Linked DNA regions of Rattus norvegicus: region 1 is linked to region 2. A link is a contact called in public Hi-C data. All regions are on one chromosome and are shown on one strand. Each heading gives the region's core, a stretch centred on a gene start, on an enhancer-like site or on the middle of the called end of the contact. The rest is flanking DNA. Distances are from core to core; before and after follow the strand shown. Region 1 holds the start of Ankrd33b (ankyrin repeat domain 33B). Region 2 overlaps Ankrd33b (ankyrin repeat domain 33B).

Region 1 (5,288 bases), core at 2,183-4,682, 50 kb before region 2:
AGAGCAGCAAGTGCTCCTAACCGGTGGGCATGTCTCGGCCCTAAAGATTTCTTTTTATTTTGAAGTGTGTGTGTGTGTGTGTGTGTGTGTGTGTGTGTGTGTGTGTGTGTGTGTGTGAGTTTGAGAACAATGTCCTCAGAGCGAAGGTGTCACATCCTTTGGAACTGAAGTTACGAACCATCGTGATCTGCTCAGTATTGGTACAGAGAACCAAACTTGGGTCCTCTGCTAGAGAAGTGCGTGCTCTTAACTGCTGAGCCACTGATCCATCTCTCCAGTCGTCCCCCCAACCCTCATGAGCCCCCCATTTCAGTTTGAACTTGCAGCAATCCGATAGGCATGGGTGTGCCTGGCTTTACACTTTATTTTTGCATTTGTTTACGTGTGTGTGTGTGTGTGTGTGTGTGTGTGTGTGTGTGTGTGCCCATGTACTTATGTAGAGCTCAGAGGACAACTTTCTGGAGTTGGTTATTTTCTTCTGCCATGTGTGTTCCAGGAATTAAGCCCAGGTTGTTAAGCTTAGAGTCGTCCCACCAGCCTAGCCCTAAAACTCAGAAAAGCCTGATACAGAACAGTACCTAAGGTAGTGCTGAAAATACTTTAATACTGTAAAGGCAAATTATTAAATTATGAGGACAAAGTGATCTATGTATAATATATCATATACTTGTATATATTATAGACATACCTTTAAAACTCATAGACAATTCATTGAATAAACACAACTTCTCACAATGCTGTTACTGATTTAAGAATGAGCCTCTGTCCTTATGAAGCTTTGATAAGCTGTTCCTCTTTGTCACAGAGATTTTGTTCACATATGTAAATGGCAGCTCCACAAAAAATAAAAAGGAATAAAATCTTTCTTTCCCTCATAGTATATACATATGGCTCATTTTGATCTCTGTTTACTTTCTTCACCTTCTCAAAGGCGAGGGATCTATTGCCATCGTGGGAAAGGAGTGTGTGGATGTCATGCACATACACATAATTATTTTTGAAGTTGAGTCTTATGTAGCCCAGGCTGGCTTCAAATTTGCTGTGTAGCTGAACATTACCTCAAAATGTTCCCTCTTCAGTGCCTCAGTACTGGGATAACAGGCATAGTGTCGGGGTTGGGGATTTAGCTCAGTGGTAGAGCGCTTGCCTAGGAAGCGCAAGGCCCTGGGTTCGGTCCCCAGCTCCGAAAAAAAGAAGCAAAAAAAAAAAAAAAAAAAAAAAACAGGCATAGTGTCTGCCAGGCTGAAGAAAAATATGCTTTTAAAGATGGGGTAGGGTGGGGGTAGGGCAGGCGGGCAGGCAGGCAGGCAGGCAGGCAGACAGACAACCCCTATTAGGACTCCTTTGGAGCTGTTTTATTTATCCTTCCCATCCTTCAAGTGCTGGGGACCAAACCTATATCCTAGGCATGCCGCTGAGTTATACACCAGTTCTGTTCCTGTTTATCTTTAAATGGCAAATGATTCTCAGCGCTAGTTGGACTTAAACTTCTGAGAAAGAAAAGAGGAAGTTGATAAGTAACCGTTCTCCTCTCATCAGTGTTGATAAGCTCCAGCTGGCTTCAGGACGTTCCTCCCCCATCCTCAGAAATAGCTCTGTCCCCGAACCTGTCCCATGGGGTTGGGGATGATGGTGGTGGATTCAGAATTTAAAGCAACCCTCTGCCTAACTGGGAGGAGAGCGAGGCCAGCAACCCCGTGCACCAACTTCACTGTAGCACACAGGGTTTAGCCGGGCAACTGCCCCTTGTAAATCCCCCGAGTCCCTGTAACAGAAGTTGATCGGGAAAGGGGAAATTCCCTGCGGGAATTTATGCAGCTGTAGAGAGTTACAGATAGTGAGAAGTTGACCAGTGGTTGGGAGTGGGGGATTTTGGTTTTCAGAAAGAAAGCCCCAGCACCCCAGCTCCTCTGAAAACCTCAGTATGGCTGGCCCAGCGCGGGGCATCAGGCACTCTAGGACTCTAGAATGTTTTTCAGCCTACAGTGCCTGTTTGGAGTACATTGCAGGCATGAACATGCCCTGCGCCCTTTGACTTGCCCACCCACATCCAGGCTCCTTGTGTCTTGTCTCCAGGAGCTCAGTCGTGTTCCCCTTGGGGCCTCCCACGGGCTGGCGTGCCTGGAGATGGGTGGAAATGAAGAGGAGGCAGTGGGGTGAGAGAGAAGTGAGTGGCTTTTTGCTGGCTCATGAGACACACAGCTAGGATGTACAGGTTTTCCTCTAGAACAGGGTCACACCACCTCCTCCTCTTTAAAGTGAGGGGCTACAGGTGAGAAATCCTTCCACACACGTCCCAGCAGGCAGTTCCATGGTCAATAATCTCAGTTTTTGAAGTGTTTGTTTCTGGCCCTGGATCAAAGCCGGTCGGTCTCTGGCCATTTCTGGTTCATCTGCCACGACGCGTTACCGTCTCCCCACCCCCCCCCTCCCCGTCATTGAAAATGACCAGAGGTGAGGGAGAGTGGAGCCCCCTCACGACTCTGGCCAGGTGCTGTCCCTCTTCACCCAGATATCCTCCCGTGAGGTTCCTATCACCCTTCCATCTCCCCAAGATTTCTTTCCTATCAACCTCCCAGCCACAGCCAGCTTGGGTGACTTAGAGACTCTGCAGACCCTGCCTCTTTCGGGTTAGTCCCCCAAATCAGCCCCCGGCCCTTATTTGGATCAGGGTCGATAGAACAGGTTCTCCCCAAGGTGGAATTTCCTCCAGAGTGGACAGCTCCACCCTCCGTCCAAGAGTGGACACCTTTCCATGCTCCAAGAGAGTTAAGTTTCCAGGGCGTCTCAGAAGTGCAACTGGTCCAGAACTCGACTGCCTGGGAGGTGACAGGTCCTAAGGCTGCCCCTTCGGCCCCCGGGGCTGATTACCGTCCTCAGTGGGGAGTGGGAAAGGGGCGGGTCTCCAGGTGCGGGTACTTTCCGACGCTGGAAACTTGCTTAGCCTTTGGTGTCTCGGGACCCCATCTCCGCTTCGGTCCCCAGGGAGTGGCCCTTGGAGGGGGGGGCTGTCTCTCAGGCTGGCTCTCAGCCTCTGGAGTTACAGCTTCTGGATCTCCCGCTCCTGCTTTCCCCTGCTCCGGACCAAGCGGGCGGGGGTGGGGGGGTGGTGGCGCGGTCTGGAGAGGACCTCCGCTGCGCCCGGGACTCCAGCGGGGAAGGCGCCCCGCCCTCTGCCTTGCTTTCACCCCGCCCGACGGGGCAGGGAAAGCCCCCGCGGCTCCTCCCACCCAAGGGGCTTTTCTCCAGTCGCCAGTGACTTTGCTCCGGGAGCGCAGCCGCTTGGAGCCGCTTTCCGCCGGGCTGGAGCGTGTGGGACTCCTGCTCTTGTGTGAACGCAGCGGGCAAGGGTCGGTGACCCCGGGGCGCGCCTCGTGTACTTGTCCCTCTAACCCGAGTCTTAGCCCCCGGCCCGCGCCTTGGCCTCCAGCATGGTGCTGCTGGCTGGGCCCGGGCCGGAGGGCGGCGGGACACGCTGCTTGTCCCCACAGTCGCCGACGCCACCCCGGAGCGTACAGACAGGGGACGACCCAGCGGACTACGAGGAGTACGAAGACTTCTCGAGTCTGCCGGACACCCGCAGCATCGCATCGGACGATTCCTTCTACCCTCCGGGAGGCGAGGAGGAGTGCGGCTCGGTGTGCGCGGAGAGCGTCCCGGAGGGCGTCCCTGAGTCGGCGACCCTCCTGCGCGCCGCCTGCGCCAACGACGTGGGGCTGCTGCGGGCGCTAGTGCGGCGCGGACCTAGTTCCGAGGAGGCACGGGAGACTGACCGCAACGGCCGGGTAAGTCCCGACAGGTTTCGGTCCCCTCCGCTCTCCTCCCTCGCCCGCATTTCCGTGTCATCCCAATCCTAGATCTACTGCCGCTCAGAGCACGGCTTCCTTCCTGTGTGGCGTGAGGCGATATTGGGACCCCATTTGCGGAGCGGGCGGATGATAGTCCTGCCCGGCTTCCTACTCCATCCAGATTCCCCTTTACCGCCCCGAGGATCCCCGAATTCTCACTAGGGGAATAATTCTTTATGCTGGAAATGTGTTGACATCTTTAGGGGTGGGGGTGCCCCTTCCACTCAGTGCCTCCCTAACTGCTACTTTCCCCAGGCCCGGGTAGGTGATGGTCTCTACTCACTTTCAGGGGACATTTTCCTACCTCCAGCCCCATTTGTCCACCCGGCCTCTCCTGTTGGTTGTCCTTGTCTAACACGTTGGTGCTCGAATTAGGATTTGGAAGCTACAGTTCCTTTCATTACCTAAGCCACCCCTTTTCCTTGCTTTTCCTAGTGACCCGCGCGGCGACTAGCCAGCTCTATGTGAGGTCACTGCTGCGGGTCGAAGCCTACCAACCCTCGCAGCCACGCTTCAGGCAGGACAGGTGCTGCTCAGCTCAGTAGGGTCACGCACCAGGGTCGGCACGCAGGAAAGTAGGAGGCGGTCTCTATTAATTACGCCGAGACTCAGAGATAGCAAGAAAGTTTGAGAAAAGAAAAAAAGTTGGGAGAGATGTTCCCACTGAACACTAGCTGGGAAAGTGACCGCTGTGGCCGTGTCCCCATTAGTCTCTGCTGGGTGGACAAACAACCTCCCCTGATTTCCATGTTCCCAGAGGCCCCGTGGTTTTTGCAGACTCAGCCTTGCACAAATTAGGGACGCCTGTGCTTCTGCTTGGGAGTCGCCAGCTGACAGGAAATTTGCGCTTTAATATAGGGACCTGGAGACCCGATGCCTTTGGCTTATCCTGGGGCTGTATATGCGCAATGTTTTGTGCCTGAAGGCAGTCTGGGTCAGGCTTAGGCAAGTGTGAAGCCAGCGTGTCCCTTTCTGCTTTTGATAACCCGACAACCTTGAACTTGGAGGAATGGTTTGTGCTTGTGATATGACAGGAGACGGGTCTGATGAGGTCAGCACCACTCTGGTGTCTGTGGTGACTCTTCCAGCTGGCAAACAGCGGGAGAGAGGCTCAGGGGGCTGTTGCTCTGCTCCACTTTCAGATTAAGTAAGCGAGTTTTCCGGGTCAGGTGTTGGCGTTAGAAACCTTCCCTTCCTGAACAAGCATAGCAGCGGCTTGGGGGTGGTCTTTGCTTGGAAGTTTTCACCTGTGAGTGGTCACTGGCCTCTCAGCTTTATCATGTTTTCTGGAGAGAGGCAAAAAATTCCAAAGTTTGAAAACAGCAAAGGAAATTGAGAGTGAGTTAAACCCTGCACAGAAGGTTTGAGACTGACAGGACTGAATTCCAGAACCCCTGGAGAGCCCCTCCCAGGCCCTGAGGCAGGAGGGGACCGGTAGCA
Region 2 (5,295 bases), core at 2,337-4,836:
TGGGAATTGAACTCAGAACCTCTGGAAAATCAGTCAGTGCTCTTAAGCACTGAGCCATCTCTCCAGCCCTTGCATTTTGTTGGTACCTGAAAATGTCATCTATATTTCATGCTTGACAGTGGAAACAAAGACCGTTCCCAGCACCTATGTGCCATTTGTAACTGTCCTTAATAATAGTTCATCTGGCGCCCTCTTCTGGCCTTTGTAGGCAACACACACACACACACACACACACACACACACACACACACACACACACACACACAGAGTCAAAACATACACACAAAATGAAAGTGATAAATCAGTCTTCTTTAAAAACCCACAGAAGCTAGCTGTCACATCTCAACTTCTCTGTGCTTGTTTGGGCTCCTCTCCAGTGTGCGTTTCCTTCGGGAAACAATTTTCAGTTGCTCCTAGAATTTCCATCTGCCTGTTTTGTTCTCAGCCTCCCAGCATCGATTCTCACTCTTAGGGTGGAGCAGCCCTGTCTTCCGAGCTGGAAAATGCCTCACGTACCCGAATCCTTCACTATTAAGCCCTCCCCCACAGCTTTGAGTAGAGCTCTGTGCTGGGCAATGAGTTCTCCCCAAAGCTTTATTGTGAGAAATCCACAAGAGTTCAAAGAAAAGTAGCGAGGACCAGGTGGCAACTGGTGACTTCACCTGTTCGCTTTGCTGGCTGCCCAGATTAATTATTCTTCTTATCAGTGTCACAGAGTACTTGACTAAAACAATTTAAGGAAGAGAGGGTTTATTTGGTCTGTGTGGTCTGGGGGTACAGTCCATCCTGGAGGTGAGGGCAGAGACTTGAAGCACCCCAGTCAGGAAGCACAGATTCATGAATACTGATGTTCAGTTCACTCTTTATTCAGTCAGGGTCTGAATGGTATGAGGCTGCCCACATTCTGGTGGGTCTTTTCTTTCCAGTTAAATTCTCTGGAAGCAACCATACAACATAGCCGGGGGTGTGTATAGTTTTAGATTTTTCAAAACTGACTTTAATAAGAGTTCTTCGATGCTTTAACCTACCTTCTAGCCCATCACCTACCAGAGGTGACAGAAAGGAAAGGTTAATAGAACAACGGGGGAGTGGACCTGTTTAGAAATAGTTCTTTTGGGAAATTCTGATTTTTCCTTGTCCAGGATATCAGCAGTTCAGTTCACACAAATTGGCAGCAGTAGCTTGATCCACTTGCAAACACCATTCCCAAATCAGCAATAGCAGTTTGATCCAGAAGAAACCACAAGGCTCTGCCAATCAGCCCAAGTCCTCAGAATACCATGAGAAGTTCTTTGGTGCATTTCTCTCTATGACGTCACAACATACGATGATCATTGAAGAAGGCAAGGCAAACCCATGCCACAGCATCATCAGCGAAGAACAACATTAGCAAAACCCAAGGAAGACCAGCAAAAAGCAGCAAGGCGAGCCAATACCACAGCATCGTCCACTGTCTGCTGGGTTATACTTATACCCTTTCCAAACGTCAGGTGTCATCGCAAGCATCCACTCCAGCAAAATATCACATGCCCTTTCTGTAGGCAGCTTCCAGAAAAACACCATGTGTCTGTTCTCAGCAAAATAACATCCTCTCATAAGACAGTTTCCAAAAAAGACATGGCACAACTGAGTCTCCAAAGAAACCAGAAATTTCCACGTCAGGTGTGTCTCCTGTTAATCTAAGTTCCATAAAGGTGACAGCAGAGATTAGCTGTCATACCATCTGAAGGTCAATCACACACCCCTCGGCCCCTGCACACTACAGCTACATCTCCAAGATGGGTGCATAACAACCTGTCAGTGCTGTACACAGGAAATATGTCATAGACACAGATTACGTTACCCTCAAACTGAGATGAAAAGTCCTCACTGTTCCCACCACGTCCTTATAGGTGAGGGCTCTGCAAGAGCTATATCCCTAATAGTTTGGCTGCTCTTTAAACCACGTGACATCAGTGAGGTGTCACACCCCATCTGCTTGATGTCCTGAAGGAGACCTATGGTGGCCAGAGGAATGTCCAGATTCTTCTGCTGCAGCTGTGCACACCCTTAGGTCCTGGGGACATTGCTGAGGTTCTGTCACACAGTCCTCTGTGTTTTGAGTTCCACTTTCTTCCTGCTTCTCCTCTTTATATAGGGATATCTTTATATAGGGATATACTGGTTTAATTTCCTGGTGACCTGGATCCTGAGCCGGAGACTCTGGAGCTGTGCTCTGGGTCCAGGGTCAGTGGATGTAATGGGACTTTCTCAGTGGCCTGGGGCTGTACTCTTTCTTCTTTTGCTCTCCCAATGCCACAACTCTATGGTATGGGGTTTGTGAGGGCTAAAGTTGAGCCGACACTTTGCCTGGGGTGGTTGGTATCCGCTGGCCCGGGGAACTGGGGGGCTCGCTTCAGACAGCCCTGGGTTTATTTGTCAGTGAGCTAGAGTGGCTGCCTTGCACTAAAGGGTTGTGGGGTGGCATGGTCACATCCACTGACCCTGCCCTGGGTCGAGCAGTTGGAGGGTGGTCAACTTGACTGTACAAGGCCCCCTAACACAAGGCCTGGTTGCTCGTCTTGTGTGCTGCTTGTGTTAAATGTGGTACCCAGTGTTTGGAAAGAACTGCAAGCAAACAAGGGGTGAATAGGAGCAAAGACTCTCCTCTCCCAGCTTCTCCTTCCCAGAAGGAGTGTCCAACCTTCTGACATTGCTACAGGAAGCTATTGTCTACAGGGTTCGCATTCAAGCTTGAGACTGGATGTGTGCAAGGCAGGTAGCTAAAAACAAACAGACCAAAATACTGCATGGAAATGGCCACTCCATAATTAAAGGGGAAGGTTTTTTTTTATTATAGGTAAAATAGAGAATAAGGCACAGGGTGGGGGTGGGGGGCAGCTTAATTTCAGGGACTAAGAGGATCAGAGAGAAGGGAGCTGGGAGAGAGCAGACTGGCAATAGCCAGGGCAATGGGAGCAGAGAGGACAGCAAAAGTGAGGGAGAGAGTCCTACCAGGTATAAGGGGGCGTGCTGCGGAGGGAGGAGGGCAGGTCAGCTGGAACAGCCTGGGAGCTAGCATTAGCATGGGGCTCTGATCTGTTGGAGTTAATAGAGAACTAGGTGCCCTCTCCTGAGGCTTCTCCTGGCAAACAAACCCACTCTACATAGCTTCTGAGGAGCGCTGAGTGTTTACCTGGTGGGAGGGCAGCCTCAGCTGAGTCTACATTGTCACTGGAGGGCTGGGACCTGGCACTAATTGATTCAGTTACCAACAAAAACACCCAAGAAAAACCAGAAACAAACTAACCAAACACCAAGAAAACAAACAAAACCACACAAAGCAACGAGGAAACCCTCATAAGGTTTTCAGTACAGCTACAGTTTTGGGTTGGGCTGCATTGGCAGCTGTTCTTGGCCACATATGGCCGGTGGTTGGTGGTTTGTTACACAGCCCTGCAGAGGCAACCATAATTAGTGCCTGATGTCTGCGTAAGGGTTTCTTGGATTAAAAGAGAAAACCTATTTTTCTGTTCTTAACCTTTTGTTCTAACGTTGTTTTTCCTCGTTCCCTGGCTTCTGTTAATGCCCCCTGTTTGCCACTTTGCTCAGCCACCCTGTGTTTGGCTGGGTTGTTTGTGCCCGCCTCACCCCTGCCCACAGCCAGCAGCCCAGGCTTCAACCTGATTCTGCCTGCCCAGGCTTCTGGTTCTGCAGATTGCTTAGGATGCAGTAGGGAGGAGGTGTGCACAGCTGTTAAAATGTAAATTGAGAAGCTTTTCCTTGGTGCTTGGGAGCAATCCTAGGGCCTCTCTTATGTACTTACCACACAAGCCCTCTACCTCTGGCACGCCCAGCACCCCCCCCCCTTTTTGTCTTAATGGTCTCAGTCTGATGAAGGTCTTTTCCTAGTTTGTTTGGAAATGCCAGAGGCAACCTTAGCCCCATGACGAGTTGCATTCACAGCCTGGCTCCTGCATCTGTAGAACCTGTCCTGTGTAATCCACCCACAGAGCTGCTTAAAGCACTGAGCGCCCGTCCTTATGCTAGGAGTTTGTGTTCTAACAGTCTGGGCCTGTCACCAAGTGTCGGAAGCTAGTGTGCTGATTAGGAGACCCACTGTGAGGACCTGGGTCTCAGGTTCTCCACGCAGATGTCATGGGAGAGCCTCTCAGGAGCCACTTCGGCAGTAGCACCGCTGACCTGCATGAGGTGCCTTTAGAGGGGCACAAAGGCACTGTAAGTTCACGTGTTAAACAGGAAAGGGAGGTTGTTGGTTTTCCAGGGAGGTCACAGCCCTCTTCTCAGCTTGATTTCTTAATTTCGACCATTGTCTAGAAATTGCTGCTTGCAGTAAAGTCACTATAGTTTGTGTGTGAAAGTCTTCCCTCCTTTAAGGCTGTTTTACTAATCTGCACTCAGCAGGTCTCCAAGTAACCATGGTAACCATGCCACCCAATGTCAGGCTTTACACCACCATTCTTTATTCTCTGTCCTTTGCAATCTCAAAGCCTGTTCCCAGTGACAGGTCTTCTCCAGCAAGGCCACACCTCTTCCAGCAAGGCCACACCTCCTCCAGCAAGGCCACACCTCCTCCAGCAAGGCCACACCTCCTCTAGCAAGGCCACACCTCCTCCAACAAGGCTATGCCTCCCAATCCTTCCCAAACAGTTCTACTAACTGGAGTCTGGCATTCAAATACATGAGCCAATGGAAGCGGCTGTTCTCATTCGAACTATCATAAATGGCTAGGATAATGCTGTTGGGGTTGTGGTTTTAATCTTTTTGTCCCCTTCACCTGGCTAGAAGCTCTTATTGTGAGACTCTTGCGACTCTGCCTGGCCCTCATGGCCTCTGGGCTCTCTTCCGTATCCCACCTAGATGTCCAGTGTGGAGCTGGTGCAGTGGCTAGTTTTAATTGTCAACTTTACACAGTCTCCAATCACCTGAGATGAGAGTCTCAATGAAGGATATCTAGATTAGCCTGACTTTGAGCATGTCTGGGGCGGGGGGTGGGGGTGTTTTGATTACATTGATACAGGAAGACCCTGTCCACTGTGGGTGGCACCGTTACTCCCCAACCCCCAGCCCTGAATCCAGCTTCCTGGGGTAGAGAAGGTGAGTTGAGTAACCAGTGTGTATCCATTCTCTCTCTTCTTGACCGTGAATGTGGTGTGACTAGCTGGTTGAACTCCTGCCTCATGGGCAGTCTTAACACTCAGTGAGGGACTGTGGCCCAGAATTCTAAGCTGAATAAACCCTTTCTCCCCTAAATTAACTTTTCCCAGGGCATTTTATTACAGCAAAAGAAATGGA

The links. Hi-C and Micro-C count contacts between places; a contact is called where the count stands out from the background.
Region 1: a Hi-C map of kidney shows a contact between it and region 2, with 2.0 times the contacts expected there. The contact joins the promoter of Ankrd33b here to the enhancer-like site in region 2. A contact is called at or near these places in 2 of 12 Hi-C or Micro-C datasets (both in kidney).

Annotation. Positions count from the first base shown.
Region 1 is chr2:84,067,723-84,073,010 of GRCr8, reverse strand. Ankrd33b (ankyrin repeat domain 33B) reads left to right here and starts at 3,432. Exons shown (of 4, transcript NM_001191565.1): 1 at 3,432-3,785. The coding sequence starts at 3,432.
Region 2 is chr2:84,017,467-84,022,761 of GRCr8, reverse strand. The region is part of intron 2 of Ankrd33b (ankyrin repeat domain 33B); the gene reads left to right. Among named protein-coding and RNA genes, the nearest start is that of Ankrd33b, 49 kb to the left of the region's middle. Within about 2 kb of position 3,586, at least 10 of the 93 cell types and tissues checked have an H3K27ac peak or open chromatin away from gene starts, as enhancers often do. A contact at or near this core is called in kidney, where this site is marked.